7 separate regions of the Mus musculus genome follow, and all the other regions are linked to region 3. Evidence: chromatin contacts called from public Hi-C, HiChIP or PLAC-seq and promoter capture Hi-C data. All regions are on one chromosome and are shown on one strand. Each heading gives the region's core, a stretch centred on a gene start, on an enhancer-like site or on the middle of the called end of the contact. The rest is flanking DNA. Distances are from core to core; before and after follow the strand shown.

Region 1 (2,771 bases), core at 70-2,569, 1.4 Mb after region 3:
GCTAGCTAACAGGTCACTCTGGCCACAGAAAGCAGCATTTCCTGGTTTTGGCGTTTGTATTGGGGGTTGAACCTAAGATGTAACACATACTAGGCAGGTGCTCTGTCACTGAGCTATATCCCTATGCACCAAATTCCCATTAATGATATCTCCCGGGTATATCCCTACTAAGCTAAATCCTCATGACCTGTATCCCTACTAAGCTAAATCTCTATAAGCTGTATCCCTACTAAGCTAAATCTCCTGTATCCTTACTAAACTGTATAGCCAGATTCTTTATTCCCGCCCCCCAGCACCCAGACTTTTTTTCTTTCTTAGAAGCCTCATGCAGCCAAGGCTGGCTTTGAACTCTGGAACCTCTGACCTCCCAAGTACTAGGATCACTTTCTATTTTGAAACAGTTTCACCAAGTTGCTCAAGCAGAATATCTTGAACTTGGTCTTTTCCTGCCTCAGCACCTCAAACAGCTGGAATAACCAACCTGTGGCACAGGACTGGCTATAGCTTGTATTTTGGTTCCTAGATGGAGGGCAGGTGGTCTGATCCCTTTGTGCTTTGAAGCCACTAAGGCCTGAGATACATGTACCTTCCGAGAGAGAGAGAGAGAGAAAGAGAGAGAGAGAGAGAGAGAGAGAGAGAGAGAGAATATGAATGTGTGTGTATGTGTGTGTGTGTCTGGGCTGCAGTGAGGAATCTCTGGTTGCAATGAACAGGTTGTGACTACTGCTGCCTCTGGAGCCCTGGCTACCCCTCTTACAGGGTGGGTTTGTGAGAAGTCACCAGTGCTTGTCCAACACCTCTCAACCTGATCTTTGTTAAATTGGGTGAGGCCTAAGATGGTGGGTGATGTTCCTTTATTCAGTGAGGGGCTGGTCATGGTGGATGCCTGGAAGGGGGTGGGAGTGGGGGCTACTACCGGGGACACTATGTTTAGGAGGGTCGGAATAGCATCCTGTGAGACAGCCTGTTTGGCTAAAAGAATGGCTACCTGACAGTAGACATCTGTGTCCTCCTAGCTTCTGGGCCGTACATCCCCCCTGGCTTGGGGACGACACTGCTGAGTCATAGGCAGGCCCAAGCCTGGGAGGTACCTAGGCTCGATACTTACGGGTCCTTTTCCCAACGACTTGAGGCTGAGGCTGGTCTCTTGTGGTCACCCATGTATTCGGTGGGAAAGAAAAGAGTAGGCAGTGGGGTCGTCTCGACCCCGTACCTTTCAAGGGTCCCATCAAGGGGGCTCCAGCGGCCGCCCCAGCCTAGGGGAGGGGCGGGGCTCATAGAGGCTCCGCCCCCACGAGGCGGGGCTCCCCCGTTTTCTATAAAAGCTGGGCTCTCGGCGCCGCCGCTGCCCAGCTGTTTCGTCCGTACCTAGACCGCGGTTATGGCGTCGTTCACGGTGAAGGCCTATCTTCTGGGCAAGGAGGAGGCGACCCGCGAGATCCGCCGCTTCAGCTTCTGCTTCAGCCCGGAGCCGGAGGCGGAAGCCCAAGCCGCGGCCGGCCCGGGGCCCTGCGAGAGGCTGCTGAGCCGAGTGGCTGTGCTGTTCCCCACGCTGAGGCCTGGCGGCTTCCAGGCGCACTACCGCGGTGAGGGCCTGGGGCGGGGAAGCCAACCTCCCCCGCCAGGGAGTAGTAGGTCTGGGCGAGGACGAGGCGGCGTGTCCTCTGGCTCCCCGCGGGGACAGGGTGGTCAGGCGGCCGCTCAGGTTACATCTAACATCCAGCGGTTCGCTTGCTCCCCGTAACGCCCGGTGGTGGGTTCAGTTAAAGCCCCGGAAGACCTGGGACCAGGCAGACGTGGAGGAGGGGTGGAGAGGAGTGACGCGGATAAATAAGCAGCGGGGGCGGGGTGGGGCAGCCCGTGGGAAGGGAGGTAGGGGACCCCGGAACTAGCTCAGTCTCTTGCGTTGGAGTGGCTGGTGGCTGCATGGGGTGGAGCTAGAGGTTGTTGACAAGAGACGAGTGGACAAGACCCTCCCTGTGGGAGGGAATGGTTTTGCGATCTCTATGGAGGACTGTGGGTAGGCCAGGTTGGTTGGTCAGTCTCTCTCTTTTCTGAAATAAAGCCACGTAGCCTGATTGGCCTGGAATTCACGAGTGGTTTAGGCCGTCCTCAATCACTCCAATCCTCTTGTCTCAATTTTCTAGTGCAGGAATCACAGGGACTACTGGACAGAAAATTTTCAGTGTAACTGCGTTATAACCTAGGACCTGTGCAATTCACCCAGTAAAAGTGTATAACGATTATTCTTTCGTATTAGCAGAGACAGGTCTTACTATATGGCCGGGATGGCCTGTATCTCTAAATTGTCCTTCTGAGTCATCTTTGTGCTAGGCATCCAGTCCAGGGCTTCATGCATGTTAGGCCCTCGAGCAACTGAGCTACCTCCCCAGCTCCTTGCATTTAAAAAAAAAAAATGAGTTGTATAACTATTTTCACATTCGGCTTAGAATCTCTTCATTGTTTTATAAATTTTATTTATATATTACATAAAAATTATATAACAATTATTGTAATAATTATTATTTTATTATATAATTTTTTTCCTGTTTGTCATCTTGTATCCTTTCCAGTTCCAGGCAATGGCTGGTCTACTTTAGTATTCATTTTACTATTAGGAATTAGAACACATTAAAATGGCTTTTTTTTTTTTTTTTGGTTGCTTTTTCAAGACAGGGTTTCTCTAGGTAGCTTTGGCTGGTCTGTAGACCAGGCTGGCACAGTGAATCTTTGTTCATTCACTTATTAATATGTCTAAGGCCCATTTGTAT
Region 2 (2,700 bases), core at 14-2,513, 1.3 Mb after region 3:
TAACTGGGCGTAATGGTGTGATCAGAAGCAGAGGCAGGCCAGCCTCAGACAATATATTTGAGGGCAATCTGGGGTACCTGACACTACAGTTTAATGGTGGGCTGGAGAGTTGGCTCAGCAGCTAAGTACCCCACTGCTCTGCCAGAGGTCCTGAATTCCCAGCAACCACATGGTGGCTCATAATCATCAGTAATGGGATCCGATGCCCTCTTCTAGTGTGTATGTGAAGACAGCTGCAGCGTACTCATGAGGTCCTGGGTTCAGTCCTTCATCACTGCATACAAAAGCTGCTGGTTTCACTTGAGTGCTGATTGTAATGCTTGGCACTGGGAAGAAGCAGTGCTCACTTATCTTTGCCACTCCCGCCACCAAAAACTTAGAATTCCTTTTTCTTATTTTAACTCCATGTGTATAAAAACACTTGGCTGTTAGCTTTTTTTCTTTGTGATTTTAAAAATAAAACTTTAATGAACTCTAGTAAGAGGTTAAAGGGTGACATGTTTGAGTGGCTCGTGAGGTCTTCTATTGCAAAGCCTCCCAGCATCTCCTATGGCAGTTTGGGTGTCAGTAACCATCCAGAACATTTTTTGGTCCTTTCCTGGCTTTTTACCTTCGCTCACTTGCTTGCTAGTGGCATCACTGGAACCCAGTGCTTTGGATTGGATTTTGAGTGACTCAATTTTATATATCAGTCGGTTTTTAAGTGTATGCCCCTGTAGATCTAAATAACTCCAGTCCCCAGTATTGAGGCTCTTTCCCACCCTCACCCCTCCAAGTAATGAGCTATTGCTCACAGTACCAGTCAGTGATAACTATCTCTACTAGGTCGCTCAAGCTCAAAACAATTCTGATCAATTACGTGGCTGTATGTAAAGAATGAGGTCGGAAATGGCTGACCTCGAAATAGTGTGGGTGGACTAAAAAGATAGACAGCTTTGGACATCTGGGTCTTAAGGCTTCCACCTCACTCAGACTTAACCCGCGTTCCTCACGAACCCGGAAGGGACTGCTTTCAGGGGGCGGTGTTCAGAAAACGTGGCTCTTCTTGGATAGGTTCCCGTCAGTCACAGTTCACTCTCCCGCACTGAGCCCGCCTCGGGCTTCCCTCCTCGCCAGAGTGTTCAGTTTAAATACCCGAAAATTCCTGACGTGCTTGTCCCCCACGCCCTCGGGCAGCGGGTTTCCTTTGATTGGCTAGAGCTTCGGTCCATCAGCAGTGACGCAGAGTTCGCCGGCCCAGGCCCCGCCCTCTTCCGAAAGCCCCGAAAACAATTTTAAGATGGCGGCGGCAGCGGCGCGGAAAACAATGGGGCAGGGGTATAGCGGACAGGCCGAAGCCTGAGGCGGGCGGTGTTCCCCGGCCTGGAATCGGGCCGAGCGGGGCCGGAGGAAGACCCGCCGCCGCGCCCGAGCCCGCTCCACAGCCCGGCCGGACATGGCGCGGGCGTGAGGCGGATCCGGGCCGTCAGAAGCGGAGGAACCCGAAGTGGCAGCCGGCGCCGGGAGGCCCGGGCCCGGCCAGTGCCGCCCGCGGCCCATGGTGCTACCCACCTGCCCCATGGCGGAGTTCGCGCTGCCGCGGCACAGCGCGGTCATGGAGCGCCTCCGCCGGCGCATCGAACTGTGCCGGCGCCACCACAGCACCTGTGAGGCCCGCTACGAGGCTGTGTCTCCCGAGCGCCTGGAGCTCGAGCGCCAGCACACCTTTGCCCTGCACCAGCGCTGCATCCAGGCCAAGGCCAAGCGCGCCGGCAAGCACCGGCAGCCGCCGGCCGCCGCCACGGCCCCGGTTGCCGCTCCGGCCCCCGCCTCGGCCCCGGCGGCCGCGCGCCTGGACGCAGCGGACGGCCCGGAGCACGGCCGCCCGGTCGCGGTGAGTAAGGCTGGCGCCTGCCACAGCAATACTCACTCCCGAAAACGCCTCTTCCGGCGCGGATCGGGCCTTGGGGAAACTTTCCCGAGCGCCCCCATTTCTTAGTCTGGGTCCTGGGAGGTGGCTAACATGGCAGGGCGCTTGTCATCTTCCAGAAGTGGCACTGCGGTGTACTTTGGGAAAACGTCCCCTTGAGGACTTGAGTGAAATCGGGGCTGGAAAAGCAGGAGGTTAGTTGCTGGTAGGCTTTTCTCCTAAACTTAATTTCCAATTGATGAGAACTTCGTCTTGGAGCAGACCCGCGTTGGAGTTGCCTAGGATGTAGGGCGTTCTTGCACCGTAGGCCTGGCCTCGCTTAGTCTGCAGATGTTGATTGGATCTTTGCTTCGTGGAGGTTAGTTAGGGCTTTAATATGGAAATAAGTCTCCCTTCAGTTGACAGTATCCCGCGGTTTCGGAATGGAAAATTGAAAAGTCTTTGGAAGCTTCGGTAAACGGAGTTGCTTAAAAGGCATTCGTTTTCCCCCAACCCCCGCAAAAGGGAACTTTGGAATTTGTGAACGCCTGATTCCTGCTATATTATTGACAGTTCCAAAATTAACCTACTAAGCCTGTTAAAAACCTCTGATAATATTAATAGTTGTTGAACGGGGGAAATGACGTTACTTGTTGGTCAGCTGTGCCCTTTGGTTTTTAGTAGCTAATCCCGAGATTTATTGGTTAGAAGTTTTGCCTCCCTGAAACTGATTTATAAACCGGAAACCTGTGTGGAGGGGCGGGGGAGGGGAATGGGTGTTACAAAATTCTTGGTAGTTTAAAAGTAAAATT
Region 3 (2,809 bases), core at 143-2,642:
ACCTGAGTTCAGGACTCCAGTGCCCACAGCTGAACAGGGGAGCACAAATCTAACTTCAGCTTACTCCATCAATGTGGGAGGAGACAGAGAATCTCCAAAGCTTGTGAGACCATTTGCCTGGAGGCCAGCCTGGTCTACAAAGTGAGTTTCAGGACAGCCAGGGCTATACAGAGAAACCCTGTCTCAAAAAAAAAAATCTATATATATCTCTATCTATCTATCTATCTATCTATATCCATCCATCCATTGGATGACTCACACCTTTAATTCCAGCACTTAGAAGGCAGGCAGGCAGTTTTCTGTGACTTCAAGACCAGCCTAGGTCTAAAAATGAAGTTGTGGGCCAGCTAGTTTGTTTAAAGGAAAAAAAAATTATAAAGAACAAAATGGAAAGTGAAGATTGATACCTTGTCTGATTTACACACTCAGGGCATAGAACTTACACTCAACACAAACGTATGCACACATACACAGGAATCATGGCCTAACCCAGGCCTTTAAAGTTTTATGGTCAATGCTTAAAAGAAAACTACCCCTCTTTACCATAACCTCATTTAACAGGGCTATTTTTCCAAAAGCAAGTTGTCAGACTAGGCAGGGTGACACATGTCTGTAATCATATCCTGGGGCTACATGAAAAGACTCTTAATTTTTCCATTTAGGATCATCTAAAAATCAGTGAAATTAAGCTAGGCACAGTGGTGGTGCAGCACATAATTCCAGCACTGAGGGGGTGAAAATGGAGGGTCAAGAGTTCAAGGCCAGTCGGAGGATACCAGACTTGGTCTCAAAAAACACAAAACGGAACCAAAGGAAAGAAATAAAAATTAAAGGCAAAGCTAAACACTAATGCGATATTAAGTATCTATGGGTGTCAAGCAGACACTGGAAATACTACGGTCCAACGTTCACTGCGCCAGGCCTCCATGGATGGCCCCAGCTAGCTCACTGAAGAGGGCAGGAGCCCTGGCATCTCAGGATGCCGAGGTTTAGGAGCAGGCTGTGCTGAAGGCCTCCGATGACCGCAGCACTCCGTAGATTAGAGCACTCCAAGATTAGGCTCCTTTCTCCGGGCGACCTTGGATTTAGGGGACTTCCTCCGGCTCATTCTCCTCTTTTGGGAGGCCGGGGTTGCTAGTGTAGAATAGGATGTAGGGATAGGATGACAGACTGCCGTGTACCCCGGGCAGCTGGGGACATTGGACGTGCTCGCCCGGTGACCGGAACCGTAGACAGTTCTCCGACTCGCGCGCGTTCTAAAATGAGGACAAAGCCCGCCCGGATCTAGAGCGCGCGCGCAGAAGCAGCCAATAAGATGCTAGGACAATGGTGAGTGGCGGTTCGCTTTGCCCAATGAGAGTATCCGTTGTTACGAGGTGGTGCCCGGCTTCGGCATTATAAAGAGCTCCACGAGTTGGCATTGTCAGGCGGTGGCACCGCGCGGGACGGAGTTAAGGTCTTCTTTATCGGCAGTGTACGGCGGCGGCCGAGCGGAGCGATAGTCAGTGGCTGCGGACGAGCCCTCGGGGGTGCGAGCGTGACCGCGGCCAAGCCCGCGCGTCGCCTTCTGCGGCGAGTAGGGCCTCGCGGCGTCATCGGCGGCGAGGTGAGCGGCCCGGCCGCGGGCGGTGGGCGGGAGCTCGGGGAGCGCCGCGGGGCCTGACGCGCTGTCGCCGCTCGTTGCAGTAGCCGCTGCGGCCTGGCCGACCATGTCGGACGCGGCTGAGGAGCAGCCCATGGAGACGACGGGCGCCACCGAGAACGGACACGAGGCCGCCCCCGAAGGCGAGGCCCCGGTCGAGCCCAGCGCGGCTGCCGCGGCCCCCGCGGCCTCGGCCGGGTCTGGGGGCGGGACCACGACCGCACCGAGCGGGAACCAGAACGGCGCGGAGGGCGACCAGATCAACGCCAGCAAGAACGAGGAGGACGCGGGGTAGGTGCGGCCGCGGGCCGCCGCCTTTGTTCTGGGGCCGTCTTTTGTTGGCGCCACGCGGCGGGGGGAGGGGCGGGCGGCCCGCGGAGCTGTGCCTGCCTGGCGCGCTTGCCGCCTGGCCCGGGCGCGGTTACGCGCCTCGGAGTTTGCAGGAGTTTGCGGGGTCGACTGTGAGGCCGATCTGGGCCGCTCGCGCGGTGCTTGGGCTACTTCGGGCCTCGGGGCGGGCGGCCCCGGAAGAGGAAAAGCGGCGGATCGCGAATCGGGCCGCGAGGGCTGCGTCTCTGCTGCGTAGGCGGAGTTGGCGCGCAGCGGGCCGGGCCTAGCCTGCCGCGAGTCGAGGGGCGGAGTTCCAGCCTGAACCCTGGGGCGGTCTTGGCACCGGGAAACCCAGAGTTCCTTGGGGCAGGTACTTGGGAGGCCGTGAGCTCAAGTAGATTCATGAGTGCAGGGCACGCTGATTTTAAACTCGTGAGGGGTCATGGGTCACATTCTTGTCCCGTATGTACCGTGTGTGGCTGTACAGTCTCGTTCAGCTGTGAGTTCCAGTTGAGTCGAGATTGCAGAGCGACGCAAGGGTTAACTTGAAAGGGGGCACCATCTCAGACTGGTCCATGGGACTGTGGCTCCATAAGCCCTTCCCCAGCCAGGAAAAGTGTCAGAATTCTTTTACAGCTTCTAAGGTTTGTGGTCTTGTCTCTCACTTGCAGAAAAATGTTCGTTGGTGGTCTGAGCTGGGATACCAGCAAAAAAGACTTAAAGGATTATTTTACTAAGTTTGGAGAGGTTGTTGACTGTACAATAAAAATGGATCCCAACACTGGACGATCAAGAGGGTTTGGGTTTATTCTCTTCAAAGATTCTTCTAGTGTGGAA
Region 4 (2,898 bases), core at 36-2,535, 1.9 Mb after region 3:
GGATGTCTACACCCCTGGCCCCTCCGCCTAGTTGTACCCTTTGTGTGAAATAGGCACTGAACAGCCTGAGTAGGTCAGGGCTTAAGAGTATCTTCAGGTAGCTCGTCTGCGCCTGTCATTTCCTCGTGTATGATGGGTGTCTCCATTGCCTTAACTTTTCCAGCGTCTCATGGCACTAGAAGCTTAGACTGACACTGCTATCCTGGCAAATAGCAGGCAATGATGATCTCAAGGCAATGCTGGGGCCAGGCAAACACAAACTGCCTTGAACAGAACATCTGGTTCTTGGAAAGGCTTTTGTCCCTCGCTGCTTTGCTCGCCTAGTTCTCTTCTGCCTTAGGCAACAGCCATGCAAGTCCCACATCCTGGAACGAAAGATGGGCTTCCTTGAGAGGCATTTTTTTTTTTCTTGTTAGTTCCTGGAAGCCATTTCACGCTCAGTTCTGGGCTGATCTGCCACGGAGGTCGGGGTAGCTATTTTCCTTCACACAATTCCTGTCAGTCTATATCGCCAGTGTATTTGAAGCCTGTTGGGCGTTACTCTTGCCCGTACACCATGACGCTGACTCGACAAGGTGGAGCTTGATTAATCCCTGTGTCCTGAATACCAGCCAAGTACTTTTTCCTGATGTAAGTATCATTAATCAGCCCATTCCTTTTCCGGTTTACCTGAAACCACATGTCCTGAGTAGACTATGTTAGCCCTCGAATGCAGCTATAGTTCGTTACTTAAATTAGGACCCCATAATTTAAAAAACAAACAAACCCTGCCTATTAATTATTTTTTTCCTGCATAGTTAGGGCAGGAACAATTAGTTGACTATTGAAGAGTGTAAGTTTTCTTTCTCGGAAGATCAAGACACTGGATAGGGTTAAACGTCTGAGAATTTAATCTGTGCTCCCAAGTGATTGACAGGCCAAGGAAAAAGCAAAATGAATCAAGAGGAGGAAAAAAAAATCAAGGGTAAAGTGGAGATAAAAGTGGACGAGAAAGAAAAAGAGCAACTAAACCGCGGAGAAACAGCTTTAGGAGAGGAGGAGACAGAAGGCGCGGAGAAGGAAAGGCGCAGAGAGAGCGGGAAGAGAGGCTGGGAGGGCGGGCAGGAGCGCGCCGGGCCGGCTCACTGCTCCGAGACCGGGGGGAACGCGGACGGGGCTAAAGCGTCGGGCTGCCAAGAGTCCACCCCCGCACGACGCGGGATAGTCGCGCCCAGCAGCGTCAGCCAATGAGAAGCCGGGATGTTGGAGAGGCGGCGGTGAGCGGGGCGTTCGCTGGCTGGGGTGGGAGGGGGACGGCGGCCGCCGCCATGATGCTTGTTTGCTTTCAATGAAAACGAGGGGGGCGCGGAAGAGGAGGCGTCGGCGTCGGTGGCGGCGGCGTCGACGGCGCGGAGGCGAAGGCGGCGGCCGGCGCGGCGAGGAGGGCGAGGCCGGGGTCCGAGAGGGCGGCAGAGCGTAGCGGCGGCTCGTGGGGTCCGGGGCGGCCGAGGCGGGCGGCTGAGGAGCGGCGGCCGAGGAGGGGGAACAAAGAGCGGCGGCGGAGGCGCTGCAGCAGCGGGCGGGACTGGTATGGTGGTTCCACAGGGCAGACCCCGCTGCACTCATCGGGAGGAGGCGGCGGCAGCGGCGGAGGAAGGCGGCGCAGCTCGAGAGGTGAGCGCGACGGGCCCGAGCGACGTCCCGCCGAGGCTCTGCTGCCTGCGCTCCCCCATCCCCCCCCAGGGGTCGCGCCCCGGCGGGGACCCCGAGCGCGCACTCGCGCACAACTTAGGAGTTCTCGGAGTGACGTCTGTCCGTCCCCCTCCTTCACACACAGCGATCGCCATCCCGTCGGTCCCCTGGCCGCGCCCCCCGCGCGGAGTCCCGGGGCTCGGCCTGGGTTGGGGGTGGGGGGTGGGAGTGTTGATTGACGGCAGTGCGGTGGCGTACAGAGGGCGGTGGCGTGAACCCTGGCTTCTCGGACCCCCGCCTCCGGCCGGTCACGCACCTCAAGAGAGGAGCTGGGGTGCCGGGACTAGGGACAAACCGGTGGCAACTTTGGAGAAGTGGCTGTGCTGGGGGGGGGGGGGTGTGCACTGTGCGGCGTGGAACTTGGCACTCCGTGGATTGACTTAATGCTCACCCTTTTTCTCCTAAAGTATTTTAAAGTCCGTTTAACGCAGATATTGGTAGGGGCGGGGCGGATTACGTGGCCAAAGAAGTGATTATCAGCTGAAGAGATTATTGGACTCAGGACTCAAGTACTAATTTCTGGAAGAAAATTTCCCTAGTTTAACCTAGTTTCAAAGACAGTGGTTATTTACTTTGGTGACCCCCCCTTCCCCCCCCCCCCCCCCCCCGCCTTGACTCTTTCTACCCTGACAACGGTCTTCAGAGACTGCTCATAAGCAACTGTAATTCTTTACTTTTAACTGTTTCTGCAAGTGACAACATTGTGCACAGGCCATCTTGTTACTGTGTTTAAATAATCTGCTAGAATTTGAGTACAGGTAAACCTGTTTTACAGGTAGATTGCCTGATTGACTACTAGGTCTAAATTCTTCTCTGCCTCTGCTTGGAATTTTAACTTTGGAGAATAAATGAAAAAACAATTCGGTGTGTAATAGCACTGTCTTTCCCACACTAGAAATTTTCACCATCCCGCAACCGTTCTGTAGGCTGGTCAAAAGATTGTGAAGGCGTATTTTGCTTTTTGTAATTGCTGCCAGTCTTTTGAAGTTGGCGCTTTGAAGAATACATTTTAGAATTAAAATTACGTGGAGCCAGTGGTCTAGTCAAATTCTCTGACCTGGCTCTGAGGAACCAAGCCTAGAATGAAGAGACTGGATCAGGATGTTAGAGTTAGGAGGGTAGTCATAAAGCAGACGTTAAGGGTGATATAGTTGTTAAGTATTTGGG
Region 5 (2,875 bases), core at 279-2,778, 1.4 Mb after region 3:
CCACCATGTGGTTGCTGGGATTTGAACTCTGGACCTTCAGATAGCAGTCGGGTGCTCTTACCCACTGAGCCATCTCACCAGCCCTGTTCTGCCTTTTCAATGCCTTCCCTCCCGGAAGCTGCCCCAACTGCAGCCTCCTGAAGTTTGGAACCCAAGCATTGGCATGGTGCAGGCCCATCTTGCCCTGGAACGCCTGTGTCCTGACCATTCCTTGAGTTCAGAGCACCAGCTACTGCTATTACACGTTGGTGTAATGCAAGGACCAGCGTTGACCCAACTGTGATCTTGAGAAACCTGCAGAGCCCCAGCAGGTAGGCCTCAGATCTTCTGAGGGCAATAATGAACAAAGAGACCGAAGGGGTTCTGGGGAGTCCACAGGGACCAAGGCCTCAGGCAACGAGGACGGAGGCTGGCTGTGGGGAAGCAGAAGCTCCCAAGGGTGACCCTGTCTTATGACACCCATGATATGGCCAAGCTGGCTGCAGGGACAGGAGTGTGGCCTAGGACCTGTTAGTTCCCCAGTACACGCTCCTCTCCTGTCCTGTGCTGGTTCACGCCCTTCACCTATGGCTCCGTCCACTCTTCCAGATGGATCTGGATTTTGCCACTGCTGACCAAATCTACCTCAAACCAGCTTCATCGGAAAAGAGAAGTGGCTATTTCACAAGGAAGAACAGTCCAGGAGCACACACCACACAAGGTGGCCCCCAGGGCTCGACAACAAGAGTTTCTCAGCTTCTGTACTCTTAAGCTTCCTTTCCCAGACTGCTAATGGAAGTTTCCAGAACTGGGTCTCTCTTCTGTCAACATCGGCACACATGACTACACCACAAGTGTGGCAGTGGTGGGGAGTTGTCAGCTTTGTCTGGTGTGGAAAGGACTAGGCTAAGGAAGGGAAGGGTCAGTGCCTGGAGCCAAGTAGGATGCTGGGCAAATACACCAGCCTAGAGACAAGTATTTCCCCATAACCAAGGATAAAAAATATCATTCATGAGCCTTTGGGGCTCTGAGGGGGATGGGCCTCAGGATGCCAAGGAGGAAGAAGAACATGGGTAGGTCCATTGTGGCTGGGGACACCTGGACATTATGAAGCCATAGGGAGTTGGGAAGGGTGTGTCAGCACTAGACATTACAGAGTAGCCCTGGATGGGAATACAGACCCAGTCATCACTGGGGTAGGGGAAGTCAGGGGTGGGAGTCCAGGAGCCCAGAGCCTAGGGTAAACCCTGGATGAAGGGGAAGTCTGAAAGGCCAGTGGGAAACTACCAAGGATGCAGGGTCTAGATGATATGGTAGCTGGAAACACACAAGGCTAGAGGGGGCATGGGTGAGCAGTCAGAGGGAGCCTGGGTGAGCAGCATGAGTTCCGCCACCACAGGACTAAGCACGGAAAGGCCAGGAACAACTGGAAGGAAGTGGTCAAGCTGTCCACAGCACTGGTTTCTACCTTCCCAGCCTGGCCAGGCTCCCTGCCTTTGTGGATACAGTCATATCCCCACCCCTCCCCGCCTCTACTGCAAAGGGGTGGAGAGCGCCGAGGCTCTTCCTCTCCTGGGCCAGCGTCTGAGTAGCACACTGGGCGATAAGAAGAACACCAAAGCTAATTCTGCCTGTGGCTGGCAACATGAAGGACGAAGTGGCTCTTCTGGCTACCGTCACCCTCGTGGGAGTTCTGTTGCAAGGTGGGCTGGCTCCTGTCTGGGAGGTGGGTGGATCTTACATCCTGTAGTCTGCTCTCTTCAGGCTCCTGGGGTAGGGAATTGGGGTGCTGGCAGGCCCAGGCTCAGGAGAAGGACAGGAGGCTTCTAGGCTAGCCTCCTGGTACCAAGGTCCAAGCAATTCAAGAACTGTTGGAGGGCCAAAGTTCCAGCTGAGAAGTCCCCACTTCCCTGGAGCAGGTATAGACACTCTCTAAGGAGTGTCTACAGGGGAGGACCAGGTGAAGGATGGCCACCCTGCTGAGGGGCCACTTGAGGTGCCTGCCTTGTGGTGGGAGCTGGTATCTGTTTGGGAGTGCAATACAGTGACTAGTGGAATAGCTATGGGCTTAGGTTGGGAGAGTCCCAACTCCACGCATCTGGAGCACAGTATCTGCCAGATTTAAGGCTGGGTCCATGATGTCTAAACAGAAACTGAGACAAGAATTTATGCTATTGTGTGGTGGTACTGAGACCCAAGCTAGACTGACTCTGGCTTGTGGCAGAGTCCCTTCTGGCTGATTCTGTAGAGGGGAAACCAGGGTCCCTTAGCCACAGAACGTGTGCTTCCTTGTTCCTTAAAGAATACAGCCAATTTTGCCCTGGTCCATTGCCTACGCAGGGGGTCCAGACCTGCAGAACGGGAGGTAGGCATTTGCCTGTGCTTTGCAAGTCAAATCGTTCAGGAGTAAAGTCTTCTAAGGTTCCTCCCACCGGCAGGTGTTTCAGCCGCGCATCACCCTAGTCAATCAACCCTCAGGCCTACAGGGCCTCTCCATTGAACACCACTGATGGGGCAGGTGGGAGAAGGGCATTAGAAGAGAGTCGCTCAGTGAGAGGCAAGGAGAGGGGAACTAAGGGACGGATCCCGCTCCAGATCTGCGGAGCACCACACCTGACTCCCACACCCCCACGGCCGCAGCCTACTTCTCCCTACAGGTGATCTCTGCACGAAGGGCTTTCCACGTGTCGCCGCCGCTCACCTCTGGCCCTCCCGAGTTCGAGCGCGTCTTCCGAGCCCAGTGAGCGCGGCGGGTCCGGGCGGGTTCGGGTGTCAGCCAAGGTGAACCACGCGCTCACCCAGCCTACCCCTCGCAGGGTAAACTGCAGCGAGTACTTTCCGCTGTTCCTCGCCACACTCTGGGTCGCCGGCATCTTCTTCCACGAAGGTGCGGGGC
Region 6 (2,700 bases), core at 144-2,643, 1.2 Mb after region 3:
AGCAAAATTGCCCGGTGGTTAAGAACATCTGTTCCTCTAGGGGACCTGAGTTCAAGTTCTAGCACCTATGTTAGGTGGCCATCACTGTGGTTCCAGGGTACACACAGGGGCAGACACATAATTAAAACTTGTTTTAATGTATGAAAAGCTTCAAAGCAGGGTATGATCACACAGGAATTTAATGCCAGCAGTTGAAAGACGGGGTGGGGGTGGGGGGATTTCTGTGAGTTCAAGGCCAGCTGGTTTACAAAGTGAGTTCTAGGACAGTCAGGGCAACAGAGAAATCCTGTCTCTGAGGAGAAAAAAAAAAAGAAAGTAGAGAAGCCAAAGGTTCTCAGAATGTATGTTTAGTACATTTTGATGCTATTAATTACATGAAGATATATTTTAAAAATTCTTTGCTTGAGCTAGAGTGCTAGGATTAAAGGTGTGTGCCCTCAGGCTCAGCAGCAGGAATTGCGGAAACCTGAAGAAAAGTGGGTGTAGTACTCAGGTTCCTGAAATACACAGAATTGCACACATACATGGAAACAGATACCTGAGCAAGTAGCCTAAAGTGTTCTCATAGACTATCCTTCCATAGTGGGGACACAAACGGATTTCTCTTGTTCTTCTCAGTATTTGTAACTGCCATAATGCTGAACGCTCAGTTACTTATGGATCTAAATTTTTAGCAAATAGTCCTAGTAGCACTCTGGAGGCAGAGGCAGGAGGACCACAAGTTTGAGACCAGCCTGATCCTAAGAGGGAGTTCTGTAGTTTCATGGGGACATGGAGAGACTCTGTCTCAAAAACAAACAAACAAAAAAAATTGGGGGCTAGAGAAATGACTTAGAGATGAAGGGCACTGCCCAGAGGATCTGGCTTTAATTCCCAGCACCCACATGGCAGCTCACAATTGTCAACTCCAGCTCCAGGGGACTCAATAGACCTGCCTACATACAGGCAAACACCAGTGCACTGAAAATAATTAAAAAAAAAAAAAAATTGGATGGATGGATGGATGGATGGATGGATTATAGGATTTTAAAATTCAGAGTTGTAAGGATTATCAGAACACTGAGTGGAAAGGGAACCGAGGGTTCAGTTCAGTGGGAGAGCGTTTACCTAGCTTGTCACGGATTCTATCCCCAGCAAGGCTAAAATATTAAAGGAGCAGCAGCACCAGGGCTTGAAGCTCCCTCCTTCCCCCGCAGGGTCTGCTCAGATGACAGTTTCTCAAAGCTTCCGTGACCTAGGAAGAGCAGCGGGAGAGCAAGGTGGGTTCCCGTGGGGCTCGCCCTGCCACCCCCTTGGTCTAAATGGAATAGTTCTCCCTCCCAATGCCAGGCGATGGCTGGCAACCATTTTAAACTGGTCAATGAGAATCGGTGTGGGAAGACATCTCACAGCTCCGGCCCTGATCCTCGCCCGCTACCGTCAAGGTCTGCGGTTTTGCGCCCTCTTCAGTTCACTCGGCGTCTTCCTTTAAAAGAAAAAAAAAAAAAGTCTTTGTTTCGAATTATTTGGCTTTTGTATGTTTTTCTTTGTTTTGGTTTTTTTTGGGGGGTGTGTGGGGTGGGGGGAGTATTAGCAATGACACCCCTCTAGAGCCTTGCCAGCTTAGGCAGATGCTCTAAGCTGCACCCCTAGCCCAACTAACAGATTTTGAATCTTGTGGAAAGTGGTCCTGGCTTCCTAACGCCTCAGCCAAGGTCACTCCCTGCAATTAAGTCTCAAGCTGTGTATAAAATGTACTGAGGGCTAATATTCTTTAAAAGAATATTTTAAAAGGGATAAAATATACATAACACAAAGCCATTTTTAGCAGTTTGTTCTGTGGGGTCATGTGGCACACAAGGCCGTCATGGCTCCCGGGTAGCTGAGGAGGACCCTGAGCCCCACAGTTGATCCTGCCTGTTTCATACACCCGGCCAGTTTTGTCCACTACTGCTGACTAGCCCAGGCCTTCATGAATGCCAGGCAACACACTCCTCGACATTCCCAGGCCCGTTTTTAACCCTTCCCTTTCCTTCGTGGTTTTTTGTTTTGTTTTGTTTTGTTTTGTTTTGTTTTGTTGATTTTTCGAGACAGGGTTTCTCCGTGTAGCCCTGGCTGCCCTGGAGCTCACTTTGTAGACCAGGCTGGCCTCGAATTCAGAAATCCGCCTGCCTCTGCCTCCGGAGTGCTGGGTCCTTCGTGTATTTTTAAACAATCGTTTTAATTTATGTGTATGAGTGCTTTGCCTACATCTGTGCCTGGTGCCCACGGAAGCCAGAAGAGGGCATTGGATCCCCTAGGAGCTACAGACAGTTATGAGCAGCCTTGTGGGGGCTAGGAATGGAACCTGGGTCCCCTGGAAGAGCCTTCTGTGCTCTGAATCCTGGAGCCATCTCTCCTGCCCTCTTGTTTTTGTTTTTTTGAGACTAGGTCTCAGCATGTTTCTCTTCTGACTGGCCTGAAAATTACAGAGATCCTTCTACCTCTGCCTCCTGAGCTAGGGTTAAGGGCTTGTTACCCAGAAACCATTCTATTTGTTTGTTTTGGGTTTTTTGGTTTTTGGTTTTTGGTTTTTTTGGGACAGGGTTTCTCTGTGTAGCCCTGGCTGTCCTGGAACTCACTCTGTAGACCAGGCTGGCCTCGAACTCAGAAATCTGCCTGCCTCTCTCTGCCTTCTGAGTGCTGAGATTAAAGGCGTGCGCCACCATGCCCGGGGAAACC
Region 7 (2,760 bases), core at 223-2,722, 1.5 Mb after region 3:
AACCTTGGTTTTGCAGCCCTTGAGCCCACTTCTCCAGGCCAGGCTGGTCAGTTTTGAAAAGAGGCTCGAAGGAACCTGCGTTCCTGATGAATCTCTTAGGTATACAGTGCTCAGGAGGCTGTGATGGCCCAATGGCCATGGCAGGCTGCACAAACCTGGCTCAATGTGATTTGGAATTCACAGAATGGCTGGCACCGTAGTCTGGACGCTCAGCCTTGAGAGGCGGGAGGCGGTTGGACACAGATGAATGCTAGAACAAAAGGGACTTGTCCCACGGTGCCCTGTGTTCCTCAGTGGCCTTATGGTAGCTTCCAAGGTTGATCACTGGGCTGTTCAAGAGGGCTGCTACCTAACTCTCAATAAACATTGGGTCCTGGAGCCAGGCCTAGCATCAACTCCAGTCATCTCTTGGCCCTCCGGGAAGGAGCCTGATTGTGGAAGGGAACATTGAGTTTTCTTGGAAAAGGTACAGTCCCTTCCACATTAAGAAGTGTAGCTCATGAGATGCTGGCAGCTGATGTCACCTAGGTGAGGCCACCAACTGCATCTGCAGGACTGTCAGCTGCCACCCTGCAAAACCAGGGCATTCACAGAAAATTCACTTTCCATATTGAAAGATCTGGCACCCAGAAGGGTCCACGTACAGGGGTCTGCTGCAGGGCCGGATCTGGAGTACTTGACAAGCCCTGGGACACACGGGGCTTCCAACAAGTCCTGCTGAATAGATTCCCACAATGCCACATGTCACACAAAGTCAGAGGCTCCCACTCCAGCTGCTTCTGTGTGAGTGGTAGTGCTCAGATACCCGAGAGGCACCCGGGGTAGCTCTGAGGGACACTTCATATATACCGATAAATATGCAAAAACAAGCTTTGAATTGGGAGCTCTGACGGCATCAAGTGAGGAGAGACCGGAGGAAGGGGAGGTCAGGGCATCTTTGGTCTTCGCCAAGAGGCAACTCTTCAGTGAACTAGGAGTAAAGAGGGCAAAAGGAAACGTGTGCTTATGCCACTTGGTCCCTCAGAGGCAGCTGGAGAAACTGAGGCAGAGGGCGAGCTGGGGAACCCTGCTGGCTTCTGGTTGCTATGTGACTTTACAGGACTGTGCACACGTCCCGGCGGAGGCCACTGGTGTCCTTCCCCTGCTGCCTGTCCCGGGATCGTCCTCCCCACCCGCCTTCCGACCCCCCTGTGCCGCTGCGCGTGCCCGCGGGTCGCGTCCTGCTGCCCCGCCAGGCCCGGTGCGCACAGGCCCGGCCGCCCGCGCCCCGCTCACCCGTGAGGCCTCCGCCCTTGCCGTGGCCTCGGCGCCGCTGCAGCACGAAGAAGGGGTTGGCCCGCTCCGTCACCCATAGCGCGTTAGCCACCAGCACCTCCTCGGGCCCGAGCCACATCCCGCGGCCGCTCGCACCGGGCCAGAGCCCGTGAGGCGGAAGCGCGCGCCGCCGTCGCCGCGCCCGAGCCGAGCCGAGAGGAGCCGAGAGGCTGGGGCGGGGTCGAGACGTCGGCCCGAAGGTTGGCTCCCCCTAGCGGCCGCGCTGGCTCACAGCGTCGCCCTCCTCGACCTCTCCTGGCCTGGCAGTCCCCTCCAGCCCTGCTGCCGCTGTCCAGTTTGGAGGGGATCGCATGCTCTCTGCCTACTGTGCAGCCCAGGCGAGTTAATGTGGCAAAAAGCGTCTGGAGAAGGGTACAGCAGCGCCTGGTCAGCCTCGGGATTTTGACTCAAGTCTAAGGTTGGGATCCTCAAGAGCCCAGTTGTCAGGAAGCGCAGCTGGTGCCCTTTGAAATAAGTGCGCTCACCCCATCTGACAGATGGATTGGGGTGGCCTTGAGGCTGAGGTCACAGATGAGCACTTAATTTTTTTCATAAGCGTACAGCAGTATGATCTAGGGGCGCAGTGCCCTGCTCTTACCTCTCCTGGCCTGAAGGCGGCAGTCTCTGACAGTACAAATTCACCTTCAGATCCCAGCCCAGGGCTTCTGCCACTGAACCATGAAGCAAAACTAGCTACTGCGGGCTCTGTGAACTAGAGCCCGGTTAAACAATTAGGAACAAGATAGTTTCTGACTCAAAGGTGCAAATGACTCCGCCTGGACAAAAGGGGCGGACCATATTTATTTTGGTAAAGGCTAGGGAGACAGCTGTATGAGCTGTCCCCATGTCACCTGGACATGGCAGGAGGGTAAAAGGAAGGAGAGATAAATTCATTCTGGGAGGTTTGAGCAGATGTAATGGGTGACAGCCAGAGTGAGCCACAACCTTCTGAAACGCGGCTTGTGACTCAGCTTTCAAGACATGGCTTTCCTTACAACTTTGAAGTACAATATACTCCGGTTATCCTGACAGAGTACACAGCAACCAGTCAGTCTGGCTGTCCATCATCTTACTCCATGAGGGAGTGAGTATGATATCCATGTATGAAACATAACTAAACTCATCATCTCTCAGATACTGGATTCTCAGCCCATTGTATTAATGTGTCCTGATAGTAAGTCCTCAATGAGGACTTTGGACGCGCAGACGAATGCTGCTGTGCTCTCTGGAGAAGTCTACCCTCAAGATTTCGGAAGTAAGCCAGGCATGGTGGTAGACACCTTTACCCCAGGACTTGGGAGGCAGAGGCAGGTATATCTCTGTGAAGTTGAGACCAGCATGGTTTACCTAGCAAGTTCTAGACCAAAAATAATTTAGAAGTAGTGGACTGAGGGATGGCTCAGCAAAAGATGGAGATTGGGGGGGGGGGGGTTACAGCTCCAGGGG

What was found. Promoter capture Hi-C pulls out the DNA fragments that hold promoters and counts their contacts. A called contact is a pair of places that touch in the nucleus more often than the background predicts. HiChIP or PLAC-seq counts read pairs in DNA pulled down with a chosen protein or histone mark.
Region 1: a contact with region 3 is called in a Hi-C map of B cells, with 6 read pairs. The contact joins the promoter of Sqstm1 here to the promoter of Hnrnpab in region 3. A contact is called at or near these places in 4 of 39 promoter capture datasets (cranial neural crest, embryonic stem cells, hippocampal neurons and 1 more), 1 of 484 Hi-C or Micro-C datasets (B cells), 3 of 115 datasets of contacts at active chromatin or transcription factors (extraembryonic endoderm stem cells, large pre-B cells and stem cell-derived neural progenitor cells) and 3 of 9 other capture datasets (adipose tissue, liver and macrophages).
Region 2: a contact with region 3 is called in a promoter capture Hi-C map of liver, with 5 times the contacts expected there. The contact joins the promoter of Maml1 here to the promoter of Hnrnpab in region 3. A contact is called at or near these places in 8 of 39 promoter capture datasets (the 3T3-L1 cell line, the C10 cell line, cranial neural crest and 4 more), 2 of 484 Hi-C or Micro-C datasets (embryonic stem cells and muscle stem cells), 7 of 115 datasets of contacts at active chromatin or transcription factors (embryonic forebrain, embryonic stem cells, forebrain and 4 more) and 1 of 9 other capture datasets (macrophages).
Region 4: a contact with region 3 is called in a FOXA1 HiChIP or PLAC-seq map of pancreatic cancer cells. The contact joins the promoter of Cnot6 here to the promoter of Hnrnpab in region 3. A contact is called at or near these places in 2 of 39 promoter capture datasets (liver and pre-B cells) and 1 of 115 datasets of contacts at active chromatin or transcription factors (pancreatic cancer cells).
Region 5: a contact with region 3 is called in a promoter capture Hi-C map of liver, with 5 times the contacts expected there. The contact joins the promoter of Ltc4s here to the promoter of Hnrnpab in region 3. A contact is called at or near these places in 4 of 39 promoter capture datasets (the 3T3-L1 cell line, hippocampal neurons, liver and 1 more), 3 of 115 datasets of contacts at active chromatin or transcription factors (astrocytes, large pre-B cells and pancreatic cancer cells) and 1 of 9 other capture datasets (macrophages).
Region 6: a promoter capture Hi-C map of liver shows a contact between it and region 3, with 6 times the contacts expected there. The contact joins the enhancer-like site here to the promoter of Hnrnpab in region 3. A contact is called at or near these places in 10 of 39 promoter capture datasets (3T3-L1-derived adipocytes, the C10 cell line, cranial neural crest and 4 more), 7 of 115 datasets of contacts at active chromatin or transcription factors (the 230-238 cell line, cardiomyocytes, embryonic forebrain and 4 more) and 2 of 9 other capture datasets (adipose tissue and macrophages).
Region 7: a contact with region 3 is called in a promoter capture Hi-C map of hippocampal neurons, with 4 times the contacts expected there. The contact joins the promoter of Tbc1d9b here to the promoter of Hnrnpab in region 3. A contact is called at or near these places in 2 of 39 promoter capture datasets (hippocampal neurons and liver) and 2 of 115 datasets of contacts at active chromatin or transcription factors (large pre-B cells and pancreatic cancer cells).

The regions. Positions count from the first base shown.
Region 1 is chr11:50,209,368-50,212,138 of GRCm38.p6, reverse strand. It overlaps Sqstm1 (sequestosome 1), which reads left to right and starts at 1,319. Exons shown (of 8, transcript NM_011018.3): 1 at 1,319-1,586. The coding sequence starts at 1,382.
Region 2 is chr11:50,290,899-50,293,598 of GRCm38.p6, reverse strand. Maml1 (mastermind like transcriptional coactivator 1) reads left to right here and starts at 1,263. Exons shown (of 5, transcript NM_175334.3): 1 at 1,263-1,873. The coding sequence starts at 1,538.
Region 3 is chr11:51,605,464-51,608,272 of GRCm38.p6, reverse strand. It overlaps Hnrnpab (heterogeneous nuclear ribonucleoprotein A/B), which reads left to right and starts at 1,392. Exons shown (of 8, transcript NM_001048061.1): 1 at 1,392-1,606; 2 at 1,687-1,933; 3 at 2,644-2,809. The coding sequence starts at 1,710.
Region 4 is chr11:49,711,109-49,714,006 of GRCm38.p6, reverse strand. Cnot6 (CCR4-NOT transcription complex, subunit 6) reads left to right here and starts at 1,285. Exons shown (of 12, transcript NM_212484.2): 1 at 1,285-1,653. Gm36411 (a long non-coding RNA gene) reads right to left here and starts at 535. Exons shown (of 4, transcript XR_879826.3): 1 at 1-535.
Region 5 is chr11:50,237,185-50,240,059 of GRCm38.p6, reverse strand. Ltc4s (leukotriene C4 synthase) reads left to right here and starts at 1,528. Exons shown (of 5, transcript NM_008521.2): 1 at 1,528-1,682; 2 at 2,620-2,719; 3 at 2,796-2,866. The coding sequence starts at 1,625.
Region 6 is chr11:50,370,229-50,372,928 of GRCm38.p6, reverse strand. No RefSeq gene overlaps it. Among named protein-coding and RNA genes, the nearest start is that of Hnrnph1, 6.1 kb to the left of the region's middle. Within about 2 kb of position 1,393, at least 159 of the 459 cell types and tissues checked have an H3K27ac peak or open chromatin away from gene starts, as enhancers often do. A contact at or near this core is called in adipose tissue, embryonic forebrain, forebrain and 2 more, where this site is marked.
Region 7 is chr11:50,130,072-50,132,831 of GRCm38.p6, reverse strand. It overlaps Tbc1d9b (TBC1 domain family, member 9B), which reads right to left and starts at 1,472. Exons shown (of 22, transcript NM_001290760.1): 1 at 1,276-1,472. The coding sequence starts at 1,393.